Linked DNA regions of Hordeum vulgare: region 1 is linked to region 2. The links are chromatin contacts, called in public Hi-C maps. All regions are on one chromosome and are shown on one strand. The core of a region is the stretch at or near the end of the contact, and the rest is flanking DNA. Distances in the headings are between cores, read along the strand shown.

What was found. Hi-C and Micro-C count contacts between places; a contact is called where the count stands out from the background.
Region 1: a Hi-C map of leaf shows a contact between it and region 2, with 2.1 times the contacts expected there. The contact joins the enhancer-like site here to the promoter of LOC123402781 in region 2. A contact is called at or near these places in 3 of 6 Hi-C or Micro-C datasets (leaf and seedling).

Annotation. Positions count from the first base shown.
Region 1 is chr6H:528,343,806-528,346,892 of MorexV3_pseudomolecules_assembly, forward strand. No RefSeq gene overlaps it. Among protein-coding and RNA genes, the nearest start is that of LOC123402781, 36 kb to the left of the region's middle. Within about 2 kb of position 1,821, at least 2 of the 3 cell types and tissues checked have open chromatin away from gene starts, as enhancers often do. A contact at or near this core is called in leaf, where this site is marked.
Region 2 is chr6H:528,307,931-528,311,162 of MorexV3_pseudomolecules_assembly, forward strand. LOC123402781 reads right to left here and starts at 1,507. Exons shown (of 1, transcript XM_045096743.1): 1 at 60-1,507. The coding sequence starts at 741. The coding sequence ends at 346.

The DNA.
Region 1 (3,087 bases), core at 571-3,070, 36 kb after region 2:
GGATCGGGGCAAGATGCGCGGTCTGCTAGAGTTGCTCTTATACCTTGGAGGGCTCCCGCAATGGTCATTTTTCCATTTTCCCCTTGGGAGTGTGCCAAGTGTTGCATTAAGCCGCCGTCACATGTCGCATGCTTGGTGGTCCAACTAGATTTTGATACGTATCTTTTGATATGTGTATTTGGATTTCTGATAATTTTATTTAAAAATTGCCTTTTTTGTTTTTTCCCGGAATACCGTAGGTGTCAGAGATTAGTTTTTTACGAAACACAACTATGCTTCTTGAAAGAAAAAATAAATGTGTTTCAACGATATGCACAGTTGTGTTTCTTGTGGAAAAACAAATTTGCTTCCTCCACAAGCACAATTGTACCTCCATGAGAAGCACAATTGTTCTCCTTGAGAGGGAAAAGCACAACCTATGCCCACCGAAGAAGGAAAAATAATAGCATGTCCATTAAAAAAATGTGAAAATTGCAACTGTATTTTTTTACCGGATTTTTTTCTTTGGTTTCCCTTTTTTCAAGTTTTTTGTCAATTTTTTCCGTTTAAAAAAACGGTTTGATATTTAAAAGCACGGTTCAAGAAATAAAATATTTTAACTAAACGAATATATGAAAAACAAAAACTTTCATATTACAACAAGTGACGTATATGAAGTACACCCACTTGTCAGCACCTAACAAAGTGCGGAATGACATTTGCAAAGGGTAACTCCTAACTAGTGATTTCATAATTTGGGGCTTATGGAACGAAATAGATGCCATTTGGTACATGAGACACAACCCCATCGAACTAACAGGCAGGCCCATATAACTACACAATGGATGGTAATCACCGGTTTTGTGAAGCTTCTTCTAGCTTCCAGTTGTTTTTCTGCTCGATTTTTATGTGTTTGTTTTAATGGTTTTTGTTCAGTTTTTAAGTTTTCTTTTACTTTTTCCCTAATTTGCAATTTTTTTTTATTTTTTTATTCTTTTTTAATCCATGATTTGCTTCAAATTCATTTTTTTAAGTTCTGATCTATTTTCAAATACAATTTAAAATAATCACAAAGTTTTTCAAGTTCATGAAATTTTTCCAAGTTCACAGACTTTTTACAAATTCGTGATATTCTTTAAATTCATTAGTTTTTATAATTTGTGGTCTTCTTAAAATTGAGAATACTTTCTTCAAAATCCGTTTTTCTTGATTTTTGTTGTTATAACTATGATTTTTATATGTTTTAGTTTATAAATAAATTGGAAACTGCTAATTGGACAACTCAACTTAGCAAGCAAGAGGCAAACCGTAATGGGTCACGACTCGCAGACTCACGTGTAAGCACTAGGTGGCCAAGTAGGGGAAATGCGTTTTGGTTCCTGGTTGTATATACATCTTATATGATTTTTTAATAATTAATTAGAAAGTCAAAATAGTTCCAAATTATTTTTAAATTAAACTTGACTTTGTTTTGCAATGGTATATAAATTTTCTCAAAAAAAGACAACATTGACTTCTGAACAAAAAAGACCAAATTTAATTCCTATTATAGGTCACTATTCACTTTATTTGGATCAAAAAATTGTCTTTTTTGAAAAGAAGTCAAAGTTTAATTTTCTTTTTATAGAATTGTTCTTACAACTATAATGGAATGTCAAATTTATTTCAAAAATGTTTTCAGAATTTTTGGAGTGTTTGTCGAATTACTATTTTTTTGCATATAGGGTATACATACATCCAGGTTACAATCTTTTTTCCCTCCGCCAAATAGTGCTGAAGGTGATCAAGACAGGCTCTCATTGGCACCATATGTTACGGGAGGTCCTATGTGCCGTTCCCTGCGGAGAATGCCAAGCAAGCTCACATAAGGCTTGGTTGGACCAGCCCACCCGCACATAGGGCACTCACATGTAGCAACCCAAATTTCCTGTAGATATTTAAGGAAAATCCTATTTGACGCTTTTTGGTTCAAATAGTCGGGCAAACATACAGAGGCGCGATAAACTCGGCCGACCCATCTCCATCTGCAGGCAGTTCCAGGTCTACTTATTTCTATGTCATTTTTTCTGTTTTGTTTTTTTCTTTTTTCTTTTTTCGGCTTCTGTTTCTTTTTTACCTTTCTTTCTCTACTTAGTTTTTTAACCTAACTTCATGTTTAATTTTTTTTCTTGAAATTCAGAAAATGTTCTCAATTTCAAATATTTGCCGTTTTTCGCACTATTACCTGGATGTATGTATACCCTATATGCACCCTAGCGAGCTGAAAAGAACATTTCAAATATTTCAAATGTAATTTTTTCAAATATTTAAAAAAATTACATTTGAAAAACTATTTCTAAAAAATTACATTTAAAAAATATTTCGCAATTTTTTATAAATTGTGAACATTTTAGAAAAATGCGAGCATTTCTTGAAAAGAACAACTAGATGATAAAAAATTGCGAAATATTTTTTAAATGTAATTTTTTAAAGGTTGAACCTTGTTATTAAGTGGTGCATTTGTTTGAATTTTGTGAACTTTTCTTCGAAAAAAACTTGAAAATTCTTTTTACTGGGGGCGGGGGGGGGGGGGGGGGGGGGGGAGAAACCGAGAAAAAGAAACAACTAGACAAACAGATGAACCTGGACCGGATGAGAACCTTCCGGATGGTCCCACAACCGGAAAACTAGAACACATAAAACTTACCTAACCGTAGTGATGCATTGAGGTGCTTTGTATTTCAGGTGAGCATTAATATTAGATCTGAATCATTTTTTAAAAAGAAAAAACAAGTCCTGATCCAATGATCTGTTGTTAAAAAAACAAGGTGCTTTATTCATGCAATGGCTTGTGGGAGATTGAGTCGACTACAAGGTTTACTTTAAGTAGCTCTTCATCTAACAAGCGAAATAAAGATGACCTAGTTTTGGTGAGGAACAAAGGTCCTGAGTTCCTTTTTAATCTACTGTACAAGCTAAATGAAGATGATTGTATGCATGTGTTGATGGTGTGATGGAAGAGTTGATATGTACGTAATGAGACAATGCACCATAAGCTAACACCTCCAATTGAAGCCTCTCGCAAAATTCTGATCGACAACGCCGAGTCTCTTCAACGCATCAACCGAC
Region 2 (3,232 bases), core at 257-2,756:
GCAGTGTGAGCTACGTATAACGAATTTTCTGAAAAAGAAAGGTTGCAACAGCCATCGAATAAAAAGAAGTTGGATTCTTTCTTTCCTCGCTTAGTTTATCATCATCCGCTGTCCTCCGATTCATCATCAGAATTCAGAAATTAAGTAGCAGCAGCAGCAGCAACATGCAAGCAGCTAATTTAAACAACAGAATTTGTACGGTACGTACACGTAGAGATGAGAGATCAAGGAGGTATCACTTCACTTGGATCGATCCCTCGGCTCGCAGCTGAGTCAAACGGGATCGAGTAGTACCACTACGTACACGGACGATCGAAGATCCTCGCACGGCGCGCGCGGGGTGCGTCAGTAGCGGTTGCCGACGGTGACGGCGGGCGCGAAGGCGGTGCCGAAGGAGCAGTCGGCGCCGGCGTAGTGCGAGTGCAGCGAGCTGACGGCCGCCGCGCCCTCGATGAGGTCCTCCAGCGCCCGGGCGTAGAAGGCGCGCAGCCGACGCAGCGCCCGCCGGTAGGCCGCCGCCACCCACCGCATCCTTAGCCGCCGCACCGCCCCGAAGAAGCCCCCGCGGCCGCCGCCCAGCCGCGCCACCGCCATCTTCTTCCTCCTGCTGCTCTTCCCGCCGCGCTCTCCCTGCGCCGCCGCGGCCGCCCCGGACAGCAGCGGCGGCCCCGCCGCCAGCGCCCGGCGCCGCGGCATCCTGAACCGCACGGCGCCGCCCCGCCGCTGCATGTCTCCTCCCATCGCCCTCGCTCGCTTTGCTTTGCTTTGCTTTGCTTTGCTTGCCTTGGGAAGGAAGGAGAGGAGGCCAAGGCCGGAGCTGCCACGGCTTTGCTTCGGAATGGCTTAAGCCCGCCCGTGATTCGTGCAGCTGCGGCAGGGTACGTAGGTACTCTACTACTCTCGTACTACTTGTTTTATAGGAGTGGAGTACTTGTTAGTAGCTGCTGGTGATGATGATGATAATGTTAAGCAGGCAGCACATTGTTTAAGCGAATAGCAGCAAGAGGGTAGGAGACAAGACGAAGGGGAGGTTACGGGAAAGTGGGACGGCGATGGGTCTCTTGGAATTTGGAAATGGTGACGTGCTCCACACCCACGCACATGTACATGTACATGTACATGAGCAGGATTAGGGTGCCTGCTGCATGGGCCTCCATGGATACCATAGCTAGCTAGCTGCCAACGTGCTTATATTAGGCAAGTGGGATCGATCGATATGTCTAATGAGTTAGGAGATCAACCAAGGGCATCTCCAACCACCACACCCACCCACGCATGAACCCCGCAAATTAACCTTTTTCTCTCCCTTAATCTCCAGTAATGCATAGCATAGCAGCTTAGCAAGGCATGCCGTGAGCCGTGAGAGGCTGTACTTGTACAGTAGTGGTAAACGAAGATAGTGGTTATTAGTGTAAGCATATCAATCAGTCAAACCTCAGAAGCAGATGAGTCGAGCAGGCAGGCAGGCAGGCAGATGCTTCAGTCAATTTAAGCTGCCCGCGCTGCGTGCGTGCGTGCGTGCGGAAGAGGGAACTACCAAGGAAGGAAGAGGGATATAGCCGTCGACAGTTCGTTGGATCGCGACCCTCTTTTGCTTAATGCCGTGCTACAGCACTACGAAACTCCATGCACGGAAACGCACGGGCGCTCATCAGTTCCAGCCACTCCCAGCTGAACTGACACTGACGTGAAGTACGTAGTACCAAAAAGGATTCAGATTATGCGGCGAAATACTGGTAATTTGTGTGAACAGCTGCGGAAATCTATCACCGGCCCTTGTGTTGTCGCCACACACACAGCCGCGCGCTACCGGCTGGAGGGATTGAGCGAGGCCGACCTGCATGGGACCGCACACGGTCACAGACTCCACTTGGAGGGATGGTATTCTCTTCTTCTCTCATGTCCAAACGAGCCCGACCCTCGACATGTCCATCAGCCGCTAGCTAGCTCGCTGGTACTCCCCGTCTCAAAATTGTTGTGTTGGATTTGTCTAAATGTATCTACTCACGTTTTAGTATTTTGATGATACATTCATTTCTAAATAAATTTAAGATAAGAATTTTGGGACGGAGGAAGTACGTGTTTGTGTGTGATGCAGCCATTATAATTTTCTTAGGTTGACACCCATGAAACTTGCGGGAAAATATCTGGTGCACTGAAGCTTCTAGTGCTTGTTAGAGTTGTGTCGAATATTATTCTACAAGGTAGGTTATAGTTGGACTTGATTTTGGACTGTGTGTAGACACGATAGGAGTCGTGTCCTATTAGGACACCTCTATCCCTAGGTCTATTATATAATGAGAGGGTAGACACACGATGTAACCTATGCCAACATAATAGCACAGACGTGCAGGGGGAGCCGGCGACGTGTGCCGGCGTCCAAGGCGGTCAAGATGCGGTATTATGACGTTGTCACGGGGATGAGCGCCGGTAGTCATGCCCCGGGGATGTAGTCATATCGATGAATCTCGTTAACAAATCTCGGTGTCGTGCTTGTGTGATTGCTTGGTTCTCGGATGATCGACAGAGTGCCTAGAATTTATTCTAACAAGTGGTATAATGAACAAGGTTTGATGAGGCCGCAGGTTGTTGATGTAGAGGTGAGAGATGAAGCCGGAATCCCAGTTAACTATGCCGGTGACGCGCGGATCGTGAAAGTTTGGAAGAAGTTTGGATGGGCGGTCGACGGAACTCATAGGGTAGATAGAAGCAATGGGAAACAAGACGGCTCTGGGCGGATCAAACGAGATCGATTCAGAGGAGCAGCGGACAGCAACGCAACGCATCGTAATTTGTTCGTAGCCAACTCGATGACATCGGGAAGGTGGTTTGGTTGTGAGGCGAACCCGGCGGGCGGTGGCATTGGCAGTGCTCTCGCGGAGTCCGCATGAGATAGTCTCGGTGAGATTACACCAGGCGGTCGATCGTTTCGGCGGTGGCGCACGCGAAATTGTCAGGTGGCAGGCCCCGCGTGGCTGGTTGGTGTGCCGCAGGAGGGCGGGTGCGCTGCTAGCCAGTGGACGATGTCCTACCTGGGAGTCGTGCAAGTACAAGGCTCGAGGCGCGTGCGTACTGGAGATTGAGACACAGCAGACAGACACAGTGAGCATGCTAAGGTGATTTGTTGTTCATACTATCGAGAATTTGTTATAAGGAAAAGGGGAAATCAAAAGTCATAGGCAGGATTCAGGACACGTTGCGTACATGGTGTTGTTTGTGCTAGTCGAACATA